Regions from separate parts of the Sus scrofa genome. Here regions 1 and 2 are each linked to region 3. Evidence: chromatin contacts called from public Hi-C data. All regions are on one chromosome and are shown on one strand. Each heading gives the region's core, a stretch centred on a gene start, on an enhancer-like site or on the middle of the called end of the contact. The rest is flanking DNA. Distances are from core to core; before and after follow the strand shown. Region 1 holds the start of ZDHHC23 (palmitoyltransferase ZDHHC23). Region 2 holds the start of SPICE1 (spindle and centriole-associated protein 1). Region 3 holds the start of NAA50 (N(alpha)-acetyltransferase 50, NatE catalytic subunit).

Region 1 (3,743 bases), core at 865-3,364, 200 kb after region 3:
TATGTTATGGTCAATCTTCGCATATGGAGGTTCCCAGGCTCAGGGTTGAATTGGAGCTGTAGCCGCTGGCCACAGCCACGCCAGATACAACCTACACCACAGCTCATGGCAATGCCAGATCCTTAACCCACTGAGCAAGGCCAGGGATTGAACCTGCATCCTCATGGATACTAGTCAGATTCGTTTCCACTGAGCCACGACGGGAACCCCAGTCTTTTATTTGGGCATCAGTATTAACAGAATTTTATTGAGTGCAAACTTTTGGCATACAAATAATCAGAAAAATTGAAACAATTTGATTTTGAAAAATTTTCTTTGCAGTTGAAGAACTCACTCATTATGCTTCAGAGAACCTTTGATCTACTAAATAAGAACAAGACCAACATGGCTGTCGAAAGCTAGTGATCTTAAAGATGGAAATTGTAGAGGTACTTGGAACCAAAAGAAAACATCTTGAAGTAAACCAGAGGATGAAGGTTTTGAATTATCATAGGAACATTTCCACGTTTTCTTATTATTCATACTTGTAATATAAACATTCTTTTTAATAACGCCTATTTGAGAATTAGTCTCCAATGGCCTTAAGAATCTATCCTTTCATTTCCTATACATAATTCTAAGCTGTGAATTTCTCCAGTGAAGCATGAAATACATTGTGGATTTGAATTTCTGTGATACAAAAAGAAAATGAGACATTCTGAACTGAGTGGTATGGCCTCGTTTTCACAGTGAGGTTTGAAGTTTGGTGCTTCATCTGTTAGCACAGAATTGGTATGCATCCAATAGGCTGCTTTCACAGGTGAGATACATTCAAGAGGATAAAGAAGACAATATAAAAAGAAACCTCAAAATCATTACTAACTTTGAAGGATCAGTTTTCAGGAATATATTATAACATTTATAGGGTTGTGTACTGTAAATATTATAATGTTTTCATTTCTTGAGCATGCAAACTCAATAGTCAAGCCTTTTTGCATGTTGATGATTCTTATTTGAATGTTGCATTTTATGAAAGAAATAGGTGTTTCTTCTTCAAGCTATCAGAGGTGAGATTACCTCGCTCCTTCATACATCAAATGTCAGAAGAGTCAACTTTGGAAAAGGAAACAAGTAGGCTACTCTCAAAACCAAGAACCATGCTCTGAGCTTTAAAAACTAGAAGATTATGTTAAAATCTGGGCATTTAGTGACAGATCAAATGAATACTTGAACTAAGCTTGGCTTTAGCTTAGCAAACTTTCATGGTGGAATGAGCCATCTGGTTGAAAATCATCTGTGGATCACTTTTTAGTAGCCACATATAGCTTCATTTATTCATTCACGTGTGTGCCTTTAATAAGTTTCAAGCCAGACACAAACTTTAGCTCTTTAATAGACTCTGGGAGCATTACCTCCCAATACAAGTGCACTGCCACATTGTAAGGTTCTAGCTTTGGCTCTTTCATAAAAAGTTTTTAGGCATATGTGTCTCAATACAGATGATGTCTCTGAAATAAGAAGAGGACAGTGCGGAATAATTTGTATATATTCTTACTGTTTAAATAACAATTGTCCTTAGTTAAATGTTTCTTTTTTTGCCCGGAGTCACCCAAGCCACATGAGATTGTTGAAGTCATTCTTGAGATGCCTGTAGAGAATGAAGTTTTATTGACTCAATTCTCTGGGTGAATCCCAGTTAACCATTTAACCAGTGTACCTACCTGGAGGGTTTTTGATAAGGATTTATGAAGTGTGGCTGTGAGTAAGAGTGACTGGATTGTAAACTTGAAAACTTGTTCTCTGTTAAATTCACAAAAATGATCAGTGACAAACTGAATATTTTTGTGATGTTTTCTTTAGAACTTGTGCTTCATAAAATACCTCAAAGGAAATTACCAAAGTAAGTTGCTTATAATTTACAACTAAATGTAAATGTTCAATTAATTGTATTTGAGCCTTTGCAAATTGAGTATCAGTAAAATCCAAAATCTCTTGAGTTGTTTTTCTTCTTTTTCTATTACACCTTCCCCAAACTAGAAAGCTATTTTGGTGAAAACATATACATGGGCCTACACTCTTTTAAAAATTTTTGTTCGAAAATAAAACCCAAGGAGCACTGTCATCTTAGGACAGTTTCATTTTAAACTCAGCCGGCTGGAACAAAAGTACTAGACAGGCCTGCTGGTCTAATCACTAAAATAAATGAACAAGTTGGATAATTAACAGATCAGGGTAAGTGATGGGCCTTTAAGAGAAGGTTAGCGAATTTGGGGGCGGTACGTCAGTAACATTTTGCGGTGGAGATCTCCCCCGACGCCTGTTGCTAGCGCCTGAAGGGAGACCGGCTAACCCACGGGTCTCACGTACTTAGGAAAGCCTTCGGATTCCAGGTTTCTCGTATTTCCGTCCTGGCGTCTCCGGACCCCAAAGCTTGGGAGGCTGCCCCGCCCACGCGCCGCCCGCAGGCACCACGAAGCCGGGCGGGGTCGGGGAGTTGCGTCGGGGGCGGGGCGGGGCGGAGGTGCGGGCCAGCCCGGCGCCCAGCCCCCGGGACCCGCTTACTGAACCCGTCCTTCCCTCCTCAGCTCCTCCAGGCTGCAGGGCCGGGGGAGGGGCCTCGCCGGGGGGCTCCGCACGTGCGCGCGGGCGGGGATCCCCGGCGCCGGGGGCGGGGCACCCGGAAGCGCGCGGACTTGCAGCACCGAGCCGGGCTAGCCGGGGGGACGGCGGGGACGCCACGAGGAGTCGCGCGCACAGCTCTGGCAGCTGCCGGCTTTGGTCACAGGTGGGCGGCGGCGGAGAGGGTGCGGCGGAGACGGGAGCCGGAGTCCCCGAGACTCCAGCCTTTACGCCGGGAACCCCGTGGAGCAGAGGTCAGGAAGCGGGTCCGCGCCTGCGGAGGAGCCGACCTTTTTCCTCTCCGCCTCGGCCTCTTTGGCTGCAGCTGCACCTCAGCCCCGGAGCGCAGGTAACTTCCCTCCCAAGGTCATTCTCCGGGCGGGGCGGCGTTCCTGGCCCGCCCACGATTGGCGGGGGCGGGAGAGGCGCGCCCAGCTCTCGGCGGGGAAGCGGGAGTGGACGGCTACTCCGAGCGCTGCCCGGGCGCTCAGTGGCTCCTCCAGAGCTGGGTCGCTGGCCCCAGTAGTCGTAGGCGTCGGCCAGCCCCAACGGGTACACCTGAGGGTATTTCCTTACCAAGCCCAGGTTTCGGGCGGGGACCGCTTGGCCCTCCCAGCCCGCACCCGCAGGTGAGCGGAGCCACCCGCGCCCCGGCTGTCCCGGGCCGCGTAGTCGGCTGTCGCCATGGGAACGGCTGGTGGCCAGGCGGCGCCTGCCCTGGCTGGGGACCCGGCGGTGAAGGCGGCTAGGAGCCCCTGGAACCCTAGAGCTCATTCTGGCTAAGCCGAGCCAGAAAAGCTTATGAAAAGGGAACCCTCCTCCCCCTCTTTCTTTTCATTTTTGATTTCTCAGGCGTTGGCGGTTAATCAGAGGCAGGCGTGGATATGTTTACAAGATGTGAGTTGTGTTCTTTCCACCTTTACCTTCTGAGGGCTTCTTATGCCTCATGGTGACAGGTGTAAATCATGACACACAAGGGCACCATGAAGCCGGTGAAGAAAAACAAAGCGGAAGAACCTGAATTGGAGCCCCTGTGCTGCTGCGAGTACATAGATCGAAATGGGGAAAAAAACCACGTGGCAGCTTGTTTGTGTGATTGCCAAGATCTGGATGAAGGGTGTGACAGGTAAGAGGAGAGTGTTTCT
Region 2 (3,926 bases), core at 1,151-3,650, 220 kb before region 3:
TCTCTTATCTCAAAATTAATCAGATACCAGAATTATTCATTCTTTCTCTCAATATCTCTCTCATATCCCTTCTTCTTCATCTCTACTATGAATGTTTTCGTCCAGGTTCTAACTGTTTCCCCTAATTGACCTTCCTTTCACTCATTCGCTCACCCACTTCATCATCCATATATTATTTCAACAAATATTTTGATGGAATCTCCATCTTGGCGCAGCGGAAATGAATCCTACTAGGAACCATGTGGTTGAGGGTTTGATCCATGGCCTCGCTCAGTGGGTTGAGGATCCAGTGTTGCCGTAAGCTGTGGTGTAGGTCACAGAAGCGGCTCAGATCTGGCATTGCTGTAGCTGTGGTGTAGGCTGGTAGCTGTAGCTCTGATTAGACCCCTAGCCTGGAAACCTCCATATGCCGTGGATGAGGCCCTAAAAAGACAAAAGACGAAAAAAAAAAAAATTTTTTTTGAAAGCACTTGCCAAAAGCCAGGGACCAGATACTACGAGAAAGTAGAAAACTCTGCACTATCACAGAGCTTAGGGTTTTTCCAACCACAATTAAATAAGTAATTGCAGGAGTTCCTGTTGTGGCGCAGTGGTTAACAAATCCAACTAGGAACCATGAGGTTGCGGGTTTGATCCCTGGCCTTGCTCAGTGGGTTAAGGATCTGGCGTTGCTGTGAGCTGTGGTGTAGGTCGCAGACAGGGCTTGGATCCCACGTTGCTGTGGTTCTGGCAGAGGCCGGCGGCTACAGCTCCGATTTGACCCCTAGCCTAGGAACCTCCATATGCCTCGGGTGTGGCCCAAGAGATGGCAAAAAGACAAAAAAATAAAAATAAAATAAAAAATAAAAATATAAAATAAATAAGTAATTGCAGTAAAAGGCTAACATAGGAAATAAATCTAGTGCCATAGAAATACTTAACTTACTCTACACAGTGAGAAAAGGCCACCTCCTCCCTCTGATTCCCCAAAAAATGCTTAAGAGTGAAACTAAGAACAAAAAAACTTAGAAGTTGGGGAAAGAATGCTCCAGGTGGGCAGAAAGATATTTACAAAGGTTTGACTAACAAAGATTTGAGAGGGGAAGAGGCTATAAAGAGAATAAAAAAGATCTTAGCCTAGTGAGCCAAAGCAATTTGAACACTATCCTAAAGACCTATAGGAAGCCACTGAAGGATTTTTTCCTTTTTTAAGGGCTGTACCTGGACATATGAAGTTCCCAGGCTAGGCCTGTGCCACAACATGGGATTCAAGCTGCATCTGTGACCTAAACCACAGCTCAAGGGCAACCTCCCATCCTTAACCCACTGGGTGAGGCCAGGAATAGAACTAGTTGGGTAAGTAGCACTGAGCCACAAGGGGAACTCCCCACCTGCTCCCCACTTTTGAGCAAGGCCAGTTATGACCAGATTCAGGAAACCCACTCTGGCTAGTGGAAAACTTATCAAAGGGGAACAAGACCACTTTCCAAACACTGTCACTTCAATCAATCCTACCAGAGTTACGGAATAGAGTTTAGCTCTCAACACTGCTGACTTGGCTCAGAACTAGTAATTGGGGTCCCCTAATGTTTCAAGGAATTTCCCGTCTAGCAGAAGAGAAAAAAAACTCCAAGGTACTTGGGGACAGGGAGGGTCATTTAAGTTGATTTGATGGTTGGGTCTCCCCTACAGAGAAAAATCCAAGCCAGTTTAGCACTCAGAGCCTCTCCCTGCACCCTGTGGCCTGGATGGCCTGTCTTTCCAGTCTTTTCTCCTCTCACATCTACCACACAGCCTAGAACAAAGCTCTAGCCTTCATATACAGTTCTGCCGTTCCTTACGCTCTGCTTGGTACACTTGTCACACTCTCACTCCTCAAAATTCACTCAAGTGGTCTCTCCTGATAAACACTTTCCTAACCATCAGATTGACTTAAAATTACCCTCCCTATCCCCAAGTACAGTGGAGAGTTTGTTTCTCTTCTGCTAGACAGGAAATTCCTAGAAAACTACATTAGGGCACCCCGATTGTGCAGAAATGACCGAAAGCGGTGCGCACGCGCACGCTCAGGATGCTCCTAGAGGGAGCGCTCTAGACACAAACACACCCAAACACACTTCCTGACACGCACAGACACTCGCAAAACACATGGGGTCGTGGGTGCGCTTTCTGTAACAAGGATCCTCAACTCGGGCGCCTGGGTCTGCAGGCAACAGAAAGAAAGACGCCGGCACCGTTCCCCGCCCTGTAACCCCGGTCCCTAAGACTCTGTGGGGCCGTGGGCTGCAGGCCTCCTCCCCGTCTTCTCAACCTGCCTTGCCGTTTCCCGACTGCTGCCTCCACCACGACTAAAACTTCGGCCTCCAGAATCTCCCGGCCCGCCACAAGTTAACGTAGCCCGCCGCTTCCGGGATGTTGCCTAGGTTACCAGAGCCCCGCCCCCATTCCCGTGCGTATATCCGGCAAGGCTAGTGCGCAGGCGCCTCTCGAAGCCTGGTTTGCACTGCGGGATTAAAAGGCTCTTGTGTATTCTGCCTTGGCACTCTGCACCTTGTGCAGGGTTCTGGGCAAAGATTTGGAGGGTAGGTATGTAGCGTTAGCCAGGTCTTGTGAATTCTCCAAAAGAAAGCTCTACACCAAGCTTCATTTATCACACTTACTTGCTTTCACTTCTATTTATTCAAAAATGTTTATTAACATATACCAATGTACAAGGAAATACGTTGTGTCCAGTGGGGTCTAAAAACTGGCAAAGTCCCTGTCCTCAGGGAGCTTATTGTATAATAGCAAATAGCTATCAACAATACAAATGTAAAATTAAAACTGTGCGCAACAGAAGACAGGGTGGGGGAAAAAATGTAATTGTAATGTATACATGTAAGGATAACCTGACCCCCTTGCTGTACAGTGGGAAAATTAAAAAAATATAAAAAAAAAAAACTGTGACAAGTGCTAAGAATTGGGCATACTAACTAGATACTAAACTTAGGGGACTATTTGAATTACTAGAAAAGCTGAAAAGCAAGAGGAAAGGCTAGAGAATTCCTGCAGAGAGAGCTAAATATGCAAAGGTTGTGGAAAGTGCAAGGGAATGGAAGAAGTCCAGTATGTCTGGAGTTGAGAGAGCAGTGGGAACTTGGTAAAACGAAGGCTGCCCTAATTGGATGAAGCCAAGACAGGCAAATCGTGCAGCTCATCTTAAAAATTTTAAAAAGTTCATTGGAAAACAGTTAATTTACTCAATAACACAACCTCCTTTAACTCCTGGTTTTCTACCGTTAAGATATACCCATACATGGATCATCAAATACATATTCAGCACCTTCTAGATGCAAGGAACTGCCTTCTAATAGTTTCCATTCTGGTTGAGGAAGTTTGATGTAGTTATATTCAATGGTCAATCAATATAATCATCCCCTGCATACATCCTCAACTCCCTGCCCCTCTCTTGAGTTACTATAAACTTGGCAAAATCACAATCCTGGCTGTCTCAATATTGTATTTACTAAATTCCTGCACCCTTGCAGTGGAAACTGGAAGAAGAAAAACACTCAATCATGCTGACTTTATATTCATGATTACTAATTTTAAGTGGCCCTTTAAAGATGATTGAAGTTCCCTGCTCCATTAATTACCCTACCCTCCTAGATAACAACTTTATACTTTCTCTCATGTTCAACGTCTTTTCCTCAGTCCTCAGTTTTAGCCAGTGACTTTGCTCCCTATTTCACTGACAATAATGAAGCAATATGAAGAAGACTTTCATAAACTCCCATGACTAATTCAATCTTGCTATCACATTTTTACCCATAAGCCTGCCTTCCAGAAGCGCAAAAAAAATCCAAACACAAGAAACATGGAGAACATGACATCAAGGTACATAATAATCAAATTGGTGAAAACTAGTGATAAAGAAAAAAAATCTTAAAGGTGTCCATGGAAAGAAA
Region 3 (3,762 bases), core at 1,152-3,651:
CAGGAACTCCAATAATCTTAAAACTGTCGCAGCTCTTAAGAGGTGATAGCAACTAGACTAAAGGGCTCTACATTTCAGGCATAGCTGATGACATAAGGTACACATTTCATAACTGTAAGTTTCCTCTAAATTTGTCCATTTACTCATTTCTGGAGATTTGCCTCCATGAAGTTATTATCTATAAAAAACCATTTTAGGAGCTCCCGTCGTGGCGCAGCAGAAACAAATCCAACTAGGAACCATGAGGTTGTGGGTTCCATCCCTGACCTCACTAAGTGGGCTAAGGATCTCACATTGCTGTGACTGTGGTGTAGATCACAGACGCAGCTTGAATCCTGCGTTGCTGTGGCAAAGGCCGGCAGCTGTAGCTCTGATTGGACCCCTAGCCTAGGAACCTCCATATGCCGAGGGTGCCACCCTAAAAAAAAAAAAAGCAAAAAATAAATAAATAAATAAAAAATCATTTTAAATAAAAAGATAATTGCCTCATGAGTATATTACCTGAAGGTAGATCGTGAATAATACTGCTCTTTGACCTCATTTCTATGGCCAAGTTAGTATCAGGAAGAGCATTACATCCTAGGTAGACTGAGCTAGACCAAAGATTTTTGATTCAGAATAATTCCTTGGAGGCATTCTTTTATAAATCCATGCGCAAGTTCAACACCAGGAACTCTTCAACCTCATTTTTATTACTTTAACAAATACAAATAAGTATTGAGTGGTACAGACAGTATCTATACTCGGGAAAAAAGGAAAAATCTCGCCAAGTTGTACTGGATCATACATAAAATAGCCAAACTTCTAAATCATGATTCAAGTGCAGCACATGCTTCCAATATCTCTCAATCAGTATCCTAATTGGAACACTTCAGAACCTGATGAGAAATAATGCAGGTACTGTGAAATTTTCATGATTTCTAAACTTTAACCCCAAACATGCAATTCGACATCACAATATTTAAAGTAAAATCAGAGTAAGGAATCACATTACAATCCTTGGGTCAAATTTAACTTTCTTGGACCTCTTCTGCGACCTCAAACACATATATACACCGAAGAAATATTTACACCCTTGTTTTAGACAGTATGACTCTGAACGCTGACTTTTATTTCATCCTCAAAAGGGGTGCTGAATAATTTGAAAGGTTCCTTAACCCAAAACACAGTTCTTTAACTGACTTGCTATAACAGAAAAAACTCAGGCATCTCAGAAAGGTTTTAATATTGCTAAGATTTCATTTCTTTCTCTAAGGAGGGTAAAGGCAAAACAGCTTGGTCACTATTTTAAAACACCGTGTTATGTAATGAATACTTCAACAATAAGCAATTTAATAGAGTAAGGTGACAGCTTATTCAAATAGAAATAGTCGAAGAGAAACCATCCTTTACTTTATCCAAGAGGGAGACTGTGAAAGTATATTAACTTTGCCAAGCACCTGAAGAAAGCTTCCAAGGACCCCCCTCAAGGCACTGGGGCAAGAGTAAACTCCTGCAGCAATAGCTCCACCTACTGATCAACAATACTTCCTTGAACATTCTGGCACCCCAAGTCTACAGTGCTCGCGCTCTCCCCCTCCTCCACTCGCTCTGACCCAACCCAAATCCAGTTGAGTCACTAGCTTTTAATACTCATCTCCATGCTTTTTATTTAAATTCCTTCTCCTTCCAGAAGCTTCTGCATCGCTTCCAAGTACAAATAAGCCCGAAAGATGTCAAAGACCACAGTTCTCAGTGTGGAGCCTGGATCTGATGAGGACAACCAGACCACTCCACTCGAGTCGCGGGCCGGGGGTGGCTATGCCGTCCGCTCCCAGACAGGAGGCCACAGGCGCCTCACAAGAGCTCGTCCCCTCTGCCCCAGCAAGATCTGGTTTCCACTTAACCCACATTCGTCCTCTGGGCCCAAATTCTGGGTTCCCCGGGTTTTGCTTCTGCTGGCCCTTCAGCCCGCCAACAGCCCGCGCCGAGCCTCCGCCCCCTCCGTGAGCAGAGAATCCCACAAACCTCCCTCCGCCAGGTCCTGGCCCAGAATCTCTCACTTCCTTCGCAGCCCCTCTCTCCCGCCGGTCGGGCCCTGTCTGGCTGCCCTTCCTCACCCTTTCATCTTCCCCGCCTGCTGAGGCCGTTGTTACCACCGATATCAACGCCGTTGTCGTCGCCGCCCTGAGCTCTCCGCGCCCTCAGCTCGGGCCACTCAACCCCACAAGCCGACCTCCTCGCCTAGGGCAGGGAGCTGAGCTGTTGACGGAGGCCGCGAGATTCGAGCGCAGCCCTGCGTCTCCAGAGGGGGCGGCGGTGCGTCCTGCCGCCGTGCCGGTGCCGCCACTTCTCCACACGTGCACACGGAGCAGTCGCCTCCCTCCTGCCGCCGCCGCCAGCCAGACTCGCCGCCGCGCTGTGACCTTTCACCCCGCCCCCTCTGCGCGCCGGCGCGTCGGCCGTCTCGCGCGCAGGCGCACTTCAGATCTTTCCGTACCCTTCCCCCTCCACTTCAGAACCTCCATCTTTTACTGGGTTCCGCCTTCTGGCGTCATCCTTCTCCTCCTGTCCCTTGCAACACAACTTGTGGGGCTTGCTGGGTCGGCCCTGGCGGTAAAATCCAGATTTTTTCCACCCCTCCCTTTCCTCTTCCACTTCAAATAGATCAGTCTTCTTCCTCTGTTCTTTCCAGTTGATAGTCTCCAGTATGAACTTCAGACGGGCCTGTCTCCTAATATTTTATAAAACTGGTTCTTCTTAATGTAAAGAAGCTTATGGAATACTTAGATGAGGTGCTTTTAAGACAAATAATTGTAATTGATAATTGGCTGGATAACTTGGCTTGCGTCCAGCATGTTTCAAGTTTTCATGTCACGTGACTACCCCAAACCCTCAAGCCTGTGATTCTACCTGCGGGCCCCAGGAGAACGGAACTCCATCGCCATTTCCGGTCCTTAGACCTCGGCGGTGAACGTCACTTCCTTAGCAATGCACTTTAACCCGTTCCACCCACGTCTTCTCCGTTGTACTTTACAAACATAATCTTTGTGAACACTTTCGTTTTTCCCTAACATCTAATGGCAAGAAAATTACTGTTCAAACGATCCGAAAAAATACAGGCCCACGAGATGCAGTGAGCCTGGCTAGGGAGGACTGGGCGGAGCTCGAGGTCACGTGACTCTAGGCCCGCCCCCTTCTCTGCAGCTGAAGACTTCCCCTCCCACAGTGACAGAGCCTCTGGGTCGGTCGGTGTCGGTACACTTTTTGCACCTCGCGCCCGGGCAGGTGAGCGGCGACCGGTAACCGGCGGCTGGTGGGGCTAGAAGGAGTGGGAGGAGGAAGAGAAAGCAGCGTGTGCATGGTGGCTTCTCCTTTTCAGGGCTTCCTCCTCGCTGTCATCCTGCATTGGCGAGGAGCTTATTTCTCCAGTTATCTTGACCCTTGCTCCCCCACTGTGGTCGCCCCTGCAACCTAGGGGTTGGGACGTCCACCTTTCCCACGGTTGGGGGTGAGTGCGGCCATTGTGGTTACCCATTCGGACTCTTCGGGGCTTCGGGTATTGGGATTGGTTCAGGCATTCCTCGGTGTCTGCAGTAGTCTCCAGGTCTGAATCCCCAAAACCCATTCTTTGGCAGAGGCCTTGCATGGTCTTTACATTCAGCCCTAGGCTGGGGAGCGGGAGGTAGGACAAACCCTGGAGGCAGAGGCGTCTCCTGCGAGACAGGCTTGGGAGAGAATGTCACCAATGTGGCCCTCATTGCGGAGTCACTGTAAAGCTTG

What was found. Hi-C and Micro-C count contacts between places; a contact is called where the count stands out from the background.
Region 1: a Hi-C map of liver shows a contact between it and region 3, with 4 times the contacts expected there. The contact joins the promoter of ZDHHC23 here to the promoter of NAA50 in region 3. A contact is called at or near these places in 2 of 5 promoter capture datasets (fetal liver and liver), 4 of 47 Hi-C or Micro-C datasets (alveolar macrophages, heart right ventricle, liver and 1 more) and 1 of 2 datasets of contacts at active chromatin or transcription factors (alveolar macrophages).
Region 2: a contact with region 3 is called in a Hi-C map of skeletal muscle, with 5 times the contacts expected there. The contact joins the promoter of SPICE1 here to the promoter of NAA50 in region 3. A contact is called at or near these places in 2 of 47 Hi-C or Micro-C datasets (both in skeletal muscle) and 2 of 2 datasets of contacts at active chromatin or transcription factors (alveolar macrophages and skeletal muscle).

Annotation. Positions count from the first base shown.
Region 1 is chr13:145,995,970-145,999,712 of Sscrofa11.1, reverse strand. ZDHHC23 (palmitoyltransferase ZDHHC23) reads left to right here and starts at 2,114. Exons shown (of 6, transcript XM_013982434.2): 1 at 2,114-2,369; 2 at 2,765-2,947; 3 at 3,451-3,724. The coding sequence starts at 3,564. GRAMD1C (GRAM domain-containing protein 1C) reads left to right here. Exons shown (of 18, transcript XM_003132665.6): 18 at 322-1,975. The coding sequence ends at 402.
Region 2 is chr13:146,409,754-146,413,679 of Sscrofa11.1, reverse strand. It overlaps SPICE1 (spindle and centriole-associated protein 1), which reads right to left and starts at 2,400. Exons shown (of 18, transcript XM_021070358.1): 1 at 2,295-2,400.
Region 3 is chr13:146,191,857-146,195,618 of Sscrofa11.1, reverse strand. It overlaps NAA50 (N(alpha)-acetyltransferase 50, NatE catalytic subunit), which reads right to left and starts at 2,401. Exons shown (of 5, transcript NM_001244807.1): 1 at 2,100-2,401. The coding sequence starts at 2,107.